Linked DNA regions of Oryzias latipes: region 2 is linked to region 1. Evidence: chromatin contacts called from public Hi-C data. All regions are on one chromosome and are shown on one strand. The core of a region is the stretch at or near the end of the contact, and the rest is flanking DNA. Distances in the headings are between cores, read along the strand shown. Region 1 overlaps LOC101163063 (ras-associated and pleckstrin homology domains-containing protein 1). Region 2 holds the start of fastkd2 (FAST kinase domain-containing protein 2, mitochondrial).

The links. Hi-C and Micro-C count contacts between places; a contact is called where the count stands out from the background.
Region 2: a Hi-C map of embryo shows a contact between it and region 1, with 2.1 times the contacts expected there. The contact joins the promoter of fastkd2 here to the enhancer-like site in region 1. A contact is called at or near these places in 2 of 5 Hi-C or Micro-C datasets (embryo and fibroblasts).

What each region holds. Positions count from the first base shown.
Region 1 is chr2:22,056,857-22,062,902 of ASM223467v1, forward strand. All of the region lies in intron 2 of LOC101163063 (ras-associated and pleckstrin homology domains-containing protein 1), which reads right to left. Among protein-coding and RNA genes, the nearest start is that of LOC101163063, 23 kb to the right of the region's middle. Within about 2 kb of position 1,510, at least 1 of the 8 cell types and tissues checked has an H3K27ac peak or open chromatin away from gene starts, as enhancers often do. A contact at or near this core is called in embryo, where this site is marked.
Region 2 is chr2:22,090,495-22,096,822 of ASM223467v1, forward strand. fastkd2 (FAST kinase domain-containing protein 2, mitochondrial) reads right to left here and starts at 5,020. Exons shown (of 11, transcript XM_004066717.4): 1 at 4,017-5,020; 2 at 3,839-3,942; 3 at 3,658-3,766; 4 at 3,468-3,591; 5 at 3,251-3,390; 6 at 2,988-3,160; 7 at 2,662-2,822; 8 at 1,484-1,717; 9 at 1,356-1,392; 10 at 364-478; 11 at 1-46. The coding sequence starts at 4,679. mdh1b (putative malate dehydrogenase 1B) reads left to right here and starts at 5,173. Exons shown (of 10, transcript XM_020709085.2): 1 at 5,173-5,236; 2 at 5,318-5,430; 3 at 5,530-5,664; 4 at 5,739-5,881; 5 at 5,949-6,117; 6 at 6,187-6,328. The coding sequence starts at 5,215.

The sequences.
Region 1 (6,046 bases), core at 260-2,759:
CCTGGCTTTAAGGCGGTAACACCCACACATTCACACTGGCACCCACCTACAACCACCAGGGGCAATGCGGGGTCTTGACACAGAACCTCCAATCGTCCGATCAGAGGTTGACCGCTCTACCACTGCACCACAGACGCGCAGAAGGTGTTTTCCACTAAAATTGTTGGGTAGACTTGGTTGAATAAAATAGGGCAAATTCCAAAAAGTCGGGTTCGCTTTTATGCTGAAATCTTCCCGCAGTAACAACAGCTGGTCATTTGGGGGCAGTGTTGCCTAAAACGAGACCTGATTGTAACAATTAAAAGTCCGCTTGTCCGATTGCATCAGTAACTCATTACTACTAGATTTATTTTTCCTATACTAGAATTTATTTTGTTCTTGGGCCCAAGATTTTTGTAGAAATGATTCATTTGTGCACAATTTTCAATTTTGTACTGCAAGATTTTGTGTTTGCATTCATGAACCAGTTATTTTGCAGACATGTTCCAAGTGGGCTGGAAAAAAAACAACCTACTGTAGACAAAAACGACATGGATTCAAAAAGCTGGAATGTAAATCACCCTCTAAATTTGGAAATGTAGAAATTCAAACTAATTTTACAGCCACAATAGGTTACGTTAAACAACCCTGGTTTTTTTTTTTTCTGCATCAGGACAACGGTTTCCAACCCCGGCTTGCGGACCGGAACCGGGCCGTGGGTCATTTAGTACCGGACCGCACGGAAAGAATAAATAACTTACATTACTTCCGTTTTATTTATTTCAGAATCTGAAAGATGTTTTATTTTGAAAAATTACCTGATTCTCTGTTACATCCGTCTATGTCACTCTTGGCGCAGGCCAAGACGCTTTTCTCGGTCACGTGATAGGATACCGCTAAAATAAAACCCGGGAGCTAGCAAAATGAATAAAAAACAAACGTTTTGGGAAAGTTTCTTGCCAGGAGACAGAAGAAGAGCCTTCGACTTCCAAAAAACAGAAAGCAACATTTAATAGACAGTTCTATTTTGCACCATGGGTGTGGGAGGGGGAGAGGATGATGACACCTGTGCGATGTACAAAGTCATGCGTGTCAAAATAAAAGCTCAGAGTTGGTCTGGTCACGTCACTGTTCCTCCTTCATCGTAGCACTGCTACAATAATCATCCGCCACACTTTAAAGAGCAGTTCGTGAAAACATCGTCTGACATCATGCTGGTCCGTGGCGTTAAAAAGGTTAGGGATCGCTGCATTGGGAAACTGATTTCCCGTATTTGCATCAAGACTCTGCCTGAGAGTTTTTGTCACGTTATATGGTCAAAACTGTAAGCACGGCGAGCAGCTGAGGGCAAAGCCATCGAAGCACCGAAAGAGTCCACTCAGAGGCATCGACCCCACTGCTCCGTTTGAGACGAACGCACGAATAAAAAGATAAGCAGACAAAGCCTCGTGAGCAATTTGCATTTAACACAAAGAGAAGGGGAGCATGAAATTATCTCAAAGGACAGATTAAGTCTACTTGGCTGGCTCCTCCCTAATTCATTTTCATGATGGGGACAGAGTGCTGTTGTTGGGTTGATTCACATTCAGCTGTGGGTGAGACAGACATGCCGGTTTAATGGTTCTGCAAGCAGCTCACATACTTGGTGCCATTGTTTCAAGCACCTCAAAGTGTTGTTGCTTGAATATCTGTAGAGACGTGGAAGGAATACCAACCGGTTGTCTTTTGGTCCTCTTAAAAAAAAAAAAAAGGTCCTCAAGATTCCAGCCATCCCAAACAGATCTGGGGAGTCCAATCCATCAATCAGAAAGATCCTTGTGTCTTTAGCATACCAGCATTCAAAATTCAGTTGTTGAAAAGCTCTAAAACATCTGGGTTACAAATATAGGCTTTCACACTTCAATGGAAACAACCAGTGCTCCATTGCTTTATAACCATCACTGTGGACGCCCCCACTCCGTTTTAAACAACCACAGGATAAAATACACAGCCAAAGCACACTCATGTCTGTAAAAACCCCAGTGTCCTTCCCTCCAAGCTAGTGAATCGTTTGTATGAATCGTTGAAGTGTATTTATGGAAATGTCTGTAACTATTCATCTAAAAATATTCACCCCACGTTTATTTTTCTGCCAACATTATCCAAAACAGAGAAGAAAAGACAAGAACATCTGCTTCTTAAGGTTGTAGTTAAAGAGGGGTAAACTTTGTCTGTCGCTGGACAGAAAATAGGGATTAGGAAATTTTGTGGGACACAAATGGTCCCAAGAGACTTTAGCTGCAGATGCAGTGAACACTTATCAAGTGGCCCATTTGTGCTCAAACTGGGGTGGAAAAATTCAAAGCTGTGTTTGACTGTTTTTCAGAGAAACTGGAAGCTTTTCCTGACTTCTGAGAGTCTCTTTAAAAGGGAGGTTGAGTGCTGAGACATGCAAATATGAAAAACAAATGTAGCCTCACATCAATTCCCTTCCAGGACAGTGGTCAGAATCCAGTAGTGGAAGGTCTGGTTAATCCACAATCATCTAAAATGGTTCACAATTGGTAAAATAAAAAGTTTTAATTAGCCTTGATCTAGCAAATTATGAAGTAAATATTAGAGAGAATCGGGAAACACTTTGAACAAAACTGCTCAACAGTTTCTTCATAGTTTTTGTCGGGAGACAGAAAGTTTGACCCTTGGGATCGAATTAATCAAGACACATCTTCTGTTTCCACCATTATAATATCATTAATGCTTCAGCCCAACAGCTAAATATTCATGTGACTTCCTGTTTTCTTAAATCTTTTCTTGCCCCATTTTTTCCGCTTGGCTGTTGGTACTTTGTAGGTAAAAGTCATTTATTGTTGCTTGACAGAAGATTGCAAGCTTTGAAGAGGAATCTGCCGTTTTCTTTTGTCATAATGACCTTCAGTCAATCAACAGGTTTCAACAGTAGCTCCGTCCCAACTGGTCTGTTCCATTTATGATGGACCTACAACCAACGGGGGCCCAAAAACACCACGACGGTTCGGTCTGGCTTAATGGGTCCATGTAATAAATGAAAAAACGTTCAAAATACCGGACCGTACAGTTCATTGAAAACAAGGCTGAAACATGCAAAAAAAAAAAAAAAAAAAATACTCCCATACAACTATACTACCACCGCCAGTATGATTTCAATACTGAAGGGTGAATTTCAGATTTGGGTGCACCATATTCTGACTCTGGTGGGTCTGTATGAACCATAGCCTAGTGTCTCAAAGTCCTTTAAATCAAACTTCTTTTCTTGGTTTGGTTCCGTCTATGTACCTGCTCGTCCGACATCACAATGACCAACTCCCACTGATGTCTAGGTGCTGTCCTAGCCTGCACCATCAACCCATAAAACCACACCGAAATGGTAGGCTTCACGATATCATGATGACATTCTGCATCACCAGAACCCATCGGAGAGCATTCTGTAATGTGTCACGTGAGGCTTTTGTAAAAGAACAAAGCCCGTTTCATTTAACTGCCTTCTGATACGAAACAGATCTCAAATGTACCAACATGTAATGACTTCCAGGCTCATATTTGTGATACAGATGAGGATCTTCTGTTCATTTCCGCTAACATGCATGCTTTCTTTCCTCTCTTTGTTCCAAGCTGCATTCATCAACCATCAATCTTGTGTGAAACGAGCCAAAATCTAGAAATTAAAAGGACAAAAAAAAAAAAAAAAACCTATTCATAAGTTGTCAGTGCCCAATAGAAGAGTGGATATTTAACAGTCAATCCAGTGACAGGTGAGAGTCTTTAAAATTATACTGACCTGTCGCAACCAGGAAGTGTAAGTTGAGGATACACAAAAACTGAGACATTTTTTCTACAGCAAAGAGGAATCTTTAATGAGTCATGAAGCATTTCATCTGTGCTCTTTCATTATTTCCAGAATTAGATTCCTCACCATCGTATAGCGTTAGCTACAGTTTATGGGAATACTAATATCATGTGAGGCTATTTACAAAAAGATTAACCAACATGGTAGAAAATGAAAACAGCACTGCGCACTCCTGCTGTGATGGGATTACTGTGCTCTCAGACATGTATGGTATAAAACACACACCCCTTACTCTACATCATCTGCATATTACTGCAGCCATGGAAAACCTGCATACTTCAGGATCTGACTCGACCCAATTTATGCAGAGAACATCTCCAAGCTGCCAACCCAAACAAAAGCCTGCTTTATTACACATTACTGTGAGACGGGGTGAAAAACAAAACGCAAATATGTAATTTGTAGGTATACAAGTGTAAAAATCAAACAACAGACACAAGGGTTTCATAAACATATTAGTTTTTGGGCTGTTGGTTGAAACAATACAATACCAAACCACAGACATTCAGACAACTGTCACATAAAAGGCCAAAACAAAATAACTGGAAACGGGTCAGTTTAAAAGATGACCAATAGTTGGCTAGTAAGACAAATAAGCCACTTTTTATTGAATCTGGCCCTGCAACAGACTGGGGACCTGTCCAGAGCGAACACTGGTTCCACAACAGTAGTTGGGACAGGCTCCAGCAGACGCCAAAAAGGATTCAGAAGGTTTGGGAAATGAATGGATGAATGAATCTGATGTAAAAGATTCCAAATTCAGCAACAAATATTTAATAAAAAACGGATAAATAAGGTTGAATAACTTTTAATTGAAAGACTTTTGACTGACGTTAACATTCCAAAACTGCCTTACTGGGCAAGTGTCCACAAAAGATTTGATCCCCTCCCATATTTGTCCTAATTTTGGTAAAGGCTTTAGGTATTTTTGGAAAATCGTTGGTGCAGTCATGAATGTAGATGGCGGCTGTCATTTGTCAGTCCGGCAGGGACTGCGCCATTGACACCTAGGCGGCCACAGGGCCATGGCAGCTCGGATTGGACGGTGTGTAAATGTCTCCGGTTGGCTACCGTCTTGGCGGTATATAAAAAATGGGCCAATCTGGAGCACTGGTCATTCACAACTCTGATTTTTACGACACATAATAAACTCGTCAATTGTCACATTTTTAGACATGAACCTCCCAAGAAACCCAGCAAGAGAAAAGCCCCAACGCCCAAGAAGACTAAGGTATAAGCGGTCCAACCATAGCACAAGTCTTTATCAACTGAATAGCGTTGATGCCATCTCCCCATTTATATGTAGGACCCACGGTGGCTGGGATCACTAGATTGACGTCAGGTCATGTCAACACCCCTTGCTGAGTGCCACCACACGACTTCTACCAATCGGACGGTGGCAGTGGGACGGCAGCACGGGGCAGGGGGTGGCTGGAGGGTAATAATCTGAAATCAGCCGTTCATCAGACGATAATGACCCTATCAGTCAATTATTGGACTGCTGCCTTCCTGCCACCCGCCTATCACTGGACTACCACTGCACGACCTCCAAATGTGACCAGTCGGCCACTAAGCGATGTTCAAAAATCGTCCGAACGTCGCTCAATTTCAATTTTTTCTTAAACCCTCCGCCGAAAAATACGACTGCCCCCTTCAAAATACAAATGCCACTGCAACCATTTTTGACTGTAGTCAGATCCGGCAAATTGTAGATCATAATAACAATTAAAATTAAATCAAATACAAACTGAAAAAACAGTTTTATATGCATTTCTATTCGGTTTTTCTACAGGGAAAGCAAAGAAACTGAATTAATTTCAATTAAAACACTACCATTTGTGCAGTTTTGAGATTCGATTAAAAAAAAACAACAACAATCTAATACCTAGTAGAATAGTTTTGATTACAAAATCCAAATAAAAAGGAACAAAACCATTACAAAGAAATTAGGCTAAAAAAATGCCTTATGGAAATGAAAGTGAATTGCAACAAAGCTCTAGATGTTGTCAGGGAACTGGGATAAGTTCAATTTAAATTTCTTCAGACAAACAAAATAAGCACATTTCAGTGTCCTATTTTTTAGGCTTCACATGAAACATTGGAGCAGCGTTTAGTACTTTGCACTTGGCAAATATTTTCCTCAACAACACTGAAAAAATTCTTTAAAATGTGTCAAGAGCTTCCATCTTTAGACAAAGGCTGTTT
Region 2 (6,328 bases), core at 3,770-6,269, 37 kb after region 1:
GGATGTCGGCCGCCTCCTCCTCACAGCGTAGATCCTGCTCCGTGACCTGCAGGGAGGGAAGGAGGAGAACCACGTCACCCCCAGTTATGAAAGAACCCAAACCAGCAACTCCACCTGGATGAATCCATGAGAAAAAACGCTTTCTTTCTGTCTTTAGAAAGTCTACAATCATAAAAAACTACTAATACATATTTGATCTGCTCCGGATTTTACAGCAATTTGAATATTTAAAGCTCAGAAATGTAGTTTTAAGATACATTTTCTTAAAAGATATATAGGAAACTGCTGCAAGAACATGTTAAGAACACCAATTTCACTGGAATGGGTCCAAATAAAAACCCTACTAGTGGGAGAAAGACTCACCAGGACTGGAGTGTATCCCAGGATCTTCAGGTGACGGATTTTGACGGCGAGGGAGCCGCGAAGGCGGGACGTCCCAAAGCAAAAGCCAGAATTTGGCACGTAGATGACCGCAGTTCTGAAACAAACATGGAGGAAGTTCCTTCACATCTAATGACGGAGCTGGAGTCAAATCAAACAGGAGGGAAAAAATAATCAGCCCGTATTTTTGATGATGATGATTTCTGAAATCGTCTATTTTACAGATTAATGAAGTACTTCATCGTTATGAATCAATTTATTGATACTTGAGGATTGATAATGATGTGAAACTGTGTTAATAAGGTATAAATATCTGATTTAAACCGGATAATTCATGGTAAGAAAACGGTCCGGTCCAACAGGGGTGGGATTCTAAAAGTTGGCTTCCTTGTTTGATCCGTCTTTGCATGGATGTAAAACTGTTGATTGTATTGTTTTGTCAGGCATCAGCCTGCTTGAAATAACCCCATTTCCATATCCAAATCCAAGTTTTAATTTCATTTTCAGCACAAGGGACGATCCTACTTTCCAAACAACCGACAAAGTCTGACGAGATTGAAAGTTTCCAAGAAGACGAATGCAAAAAAATAGTTTAATGCCTTCAAAATCTTTCAAAACACTTTAAAAATGTTTTCTGTTTCTGTGGACCCAACACATTAGCAGAAGTGATCCTAGGTTGTTGTTTACATAATTTTAGAACCTCGTTTATTAAATTAAGAACATTTTGAACTAAAGAAAAAAGGTAATTTTATCTGTTTTTTGTTCACTGGAGCCTCACAATACAAGGTGACCCTTTATTTTGAAATATTTAGATTTCAAAGTAAAGTTTTTGTGTATAAAAATTCCTGTTGTTGATTTCAGTTTTAAAAAAATACAGAGATAGAAGAAAGTCGATGCGAGTAAGGAGAAGCCAAACATCCGCTCCGCCTGCTTCGTCATCAAAGCGCCGTCTGCTGAGCTGCGTCATCTTTTACCTTTGACTGCTCTCTGCTGGCGTGGTTACCACGGCGTCTGAAAGGCAACGCACACAAACACAGATGCTGGCGTCACAGGAGGGAATGTTTACAGCGAGGAATCTAACATGTCAGGACTCTTTTTTCACCTATGGTGTAAAATTTCTCCAAAAGCACCGTCTCCTGGAGCGCCGCCTCGGCCCCGTCTCCCAGCGCGCTCCTCAGACTCCGGGACAGTCGCGGGTTCACCTCCGGACTGGGGTCGGGGTTCCCCAGAACGGACTCGGGAACGGAGAGGGGCAGAGGAAGAGGAGGACTGTCAAGACGAAGGCACAGGTCCACCGTCTGAAACATTTTCTCCCAGGCCCTGCGGAGGTTTGGATCTGAAGGGAAACCGAAACAATCAAAAGTGAACTCCACTCTTCCCTCCCACCCAGCTGCACATGACAAATTGATTTCAAAAAGATGATTTAAGCAGAAATAATCTCCATGGCAACCATATTGTTTTTTGGTCGCCTCGGGCCGACGAACAGCTCCATATAACTTTAAAAAGAATCTGCAAAAGTAAATTTTTGGATTTCCTTAGCAACTGAGGTTTTCTGCTGACCACGCCCACATTCTTAATGCAATCACGTCGCATGTTATGTCGTTTCGTTCAGCTTGAGCTGACGATTCACGCACTAGACTTTCATAAAATTTAGATGAAAAATGTGCGAGCAGCAGGAGAATTGTTCAGAAATCTACAAACAAGTAGCTTCCCAATGAAGTTCGAGGAGTTTGGAGGCGATAGATCGTGTTTAAATTCGCAGCTAGCTAGTAAAAGGGAGAAATTCAAGATGGCGGCCTCTTTCTGAGGTCAAAGGTCAACGAAAACGGTTGTGGTTTTAAAAATTTTGTGGAGATCGCTAGCAAAAGTTTTCACTTCCCGTATTGTGAGAAAATGAGAAAATCGCCAAATGTCACACTTTGACCACAAAGCGGCTGCCAAGTTGTAGGTCCTCTCGCCATCCCATAATAATTCCTTTGGATATTGCATTAGTGGATGTTTAGCACCTTTAACAGATTTGACCTCATCCATTTTTTGATGGTTTCTTCCGCTGTGATGTCATCGTTTTTAAGGAGGGGGGGGGGGGGGGGGGGGGGTCGTTCACTATGTAAAAAAAAAAAAAATCATTTTAAGCGGGCGCTAGGCGTGGTCAGCATTTTGAGTTTGCTACACCGGTTAAATATTCGCTCAAAGTCGCAGAAAGATAAGTGAATTGCCAAAAAGCCTCTGGTCCGTCAGTCTGGGAAAAACCCAAAGCCGAGCTTCTGCGGACCGGCCCACCTGAAGAGGGACGCTCAGCCGCGCTCCTCTGCAGGAGCCGCTCCAGGAGCGCCGGCGGGAAATGACCCATCAGGCACAGACAGTACGCAGACTTTAACAACTCCAGCCCCGACATCCGGGGCAGATACGAGTCCAACGCACGGCTGACGCTCTCCAGAAACCTGCAGCGGAGAGATTTCTCTGTAAGTTCTCCCGTCAGGATGGAAACCTGTGTTTGGTTTGGGATTGTTTTCTTTAGAAAAACATACATCTTTAGAAAACTTTAGGCTTTTATGCTACATTTTTACACAATCAAAGCATCCAGGCACGACCGGTCACAGACGTACGGGTTTCTGCGATGCTGCAGGTCAAAGTTCAGGTAGGAGTACACCTTGACCACACACAGCAGATCTCGGAGAGTCAGGGCGTCCGGGTCGGCGATCACCTTCTCCGCGTAGGCCTCCATGAGGGCAGCGGGGGCGAAGGTGGCGTTCTCAAACGCAGACAGGAAGAGGAGCAACTAAGCACAAAAAAAAAACAGATTATTGAACAAATATACAGATGATTGGAAGAAAGGCAGAGGCAGGAGGGTTTTTTTTTTTTTGGTCACCTGTTTGTTGCTCCAAAGGTCCAAATTGGAGGCGATGTAGTCAGAAATCCCCGTGAAGAGGACGGTGTCTCTGTAGGACAGCTCCCTACAGGACAGGAGGACTCGGTATAGCGGGTTGAATGGGATGCCGTGAAGGTCGTCTACCGAAGGCAGACGATAAAACAAGTTAAAAGAGAATCATGAGGACAAATAAAGGAACTTCTCCCTCTGTTTGTACCCAGGATTTTCTTGCTGCAGACCTGCAGGAGGGGTTTGGAATAGAAACCCATGGTCGCCATGGTAAAGATCATGTATTGGGCGTTAGGAAGGGTGAACTTGTGCGCCATCGACAAGGCTTTCAGCTGAAAAACGTTTGGAAAACGGTTTACAAGTCAGGACGATGAGTCCGTTGGAAAACGTAAGCTCACCTCCAGCTTTGATTTGAGCTCTTGTGGGGCATCTTTTCCCAGCAGGCGCATCATGGTCTGCAGAGCAACAACCCCCTTGATCCGGGGAAGCTGGACTTCAACCACCAACCTGCGACGCGGCGGCAAAACTCTGTGAGCTCTGAGAGTTAAACGGAGACTCCTGTGTTGCTGCGTTCCGTACCTCATGCCCTCTTTCAGCGCGTCGACGTTGGGACTGCTGTCCATCTGCTCCAAACAGGAGGCCAAAATGGACAAACTCTTCTCATCAAAGTCGTTCAGCTTTTCCTGTTGGTGGTAAAAACACCTCAAGTCAGACGCTAAAACAGCAGAACTGCACTCTGGGTTTGTCGACGGCTCACCTGGCAGGTACGCAGCAGAGTCTGGACCACACGACTGCGCTCAGGAACGCCCAGACTGACCGCGCTCAGGAGAGTGTAGGCCAAGTTGGCGTGGTGCATGCCCGCCGCAGATCCCATCGCTCGGTGGAGAAGCTTGTCAAACTCCGGGTGCTGGAACGTCAGCCGGAGCTCGTACCGCCGCTGCTCCTCCGACATCTTTTTGGTGGACGACCACATGTGGGCCAGGCAGTGGCTGACCTGCCGGACCGTGGGGGGGTGTTTACAGGTGAGGTCCAGCACGTCTGAAGGGGAGCTGCAGGACTGCAGGAGCTCCTGGAATCCAGCCCCCCTGTGCCTCTCATCTGAGGCCGTCCCGTCGGAGTCGGGCGGGGATGCGGAGTGTTCGGTTCCCTCCAGCTCCCTGCTGCGCCTGCCGCCGTCATGACAACGGAACCTAACAGTTCTACCCGCGTGCCAGGAAAGAGGCGCAGAACCCCAAGAGCTTTTGGTGCGCTGTTCATAAGATGATGCGACTTTACAGGGCGCAGATGCCAGGAAACGCCTCTGTTGCCATAGAAACGAGGGGCGACAGGCGCGCAGGGTCAACCTCATGAGCTCCCCTGTCACGAGGGCAGACATGCTGCTCTGTAGGACTACCACACTTGAAACATGACTCAGCAACATTTAACCAAAGTTATTTTAAACTCTCCATGCTTATGTTTGCGGCTCCGATTAAACAAATGTACCAGCAAAATGTTTCAGTTACAAAAATTTTGTATGAAGAAGTTCCAACATTTGAGCACTAACAAACAAGAAGGTCAAATAACTATTTGTGAGGCAAAATGACTCGTTTGTTTTAGCTTCTTTAAAAAATTTAAACCCACAAATTGTTAAATTAAAGTTAAAGTTATTTACCACATCAAATAACGCAGAAATAGGGGTAAATATTTGAAAATAAAAGCCGAAGTTAGCTTGCTCGTGCGCGTTTCTGTTTGGTCCGTCGTCGTAAAATGTCCCCTGACGCACAAGACTTCCTGACTCACCAAATAAAACAAAATACCACACTATAGTAAACCTTTTGAAAATCAAATATGACATTTTTATCAATGATTTTGATCCACAATACTATATAAAAGAAAAAAGAAAATATTTTTTTGAGCGCGCGGACACAATAAAACGTAACATCTCATGTTTCCTAGCAACCGACGCTTCCACATCGATGGCAAAATTTGTGGTGGCTGGTAAATAATAATAAAAGAAAACTAAGGAAAGATTTTTCTTTCTCTAATTCTTAAACAGGTTAATAGTTTTCACTCTTCTAGGTAAAGCAGATTGCCCCTTTTATGCTGAGGCGGAACGTTTGGCAGACACACTGCAACGATCTCTGCCGAACTTCAGGGCCCACAAAATCTGCGTTCTGCCTGATGAATGGGAGGTAGGGAAATACAATGATGACTTCAAATAAACCTGATTTTTTTGTGAATTTGCTTTAAATACATTAATGGATATGTTTGTGTTTTCTTGCTCCTAACAGGGATGGCTGGATGGCACCTGCAGCAAAAATGGATGGAAACATGAGGAGTCTCCTCTGGTTTGGAGAGAGCTGGTGGAACAGGGGGGGAAAGGTTTGCTTCTGGGGGGCTTGAGTGACTTCCTGAACCACTGTCAGGTAATGACTGTTATTTTTTGTTTCTTTTTTAATCTAAATTTGTCTTTTGGACTGAAACCAACTGCCATATTTAGGATTACTACGGCGTGTCATCAGACGTAAACCCAGACATGATGCTCAGTGTTGCAGCAGAGAACCTGGAGACACAGATCAAACTTCTCCAAGAGGAACAAGATCATCTCAATCTCGTTAAACCCATTCACGTGTGGATAACCGGGTGGGTTTCAAAGCCCAAAATGAACTGGTTTTAAACGTTTCAACTGACTGATTTGATGTCCTTGCAGGGCGGCCAGCCACACGTCCCGGATCTTGATTCCTAATTTGCTCTCTGCTGAGATTTTCCCCAAAGCTCCTGCTGTCAGCCTCCACCTCCTGGATCTGGATGAAAACGAGGAAGAACTGCAGAGGCTGAGAGAGGAGACCCAGAGCCTGGCTCTGAGCATGCTCCGTCGGGTATGCCACCGCTGGAGTTTTCATCTCTTTATTTTATTCCAAAGAAATAAAACCTGAGGCCTTTTCCAGGTGACGGTTCACACGGATCCGCAGCAAGCTTTCAGAGAAGCAGACGTCATCGTTCTCTTGGATGACACAAATGGAGGGAGGAGAGGAGAAGGAGAGGAGGAAGAAGAAGAGAAGCAGGAAGTGAAGAGTGTTTGTAATCGCT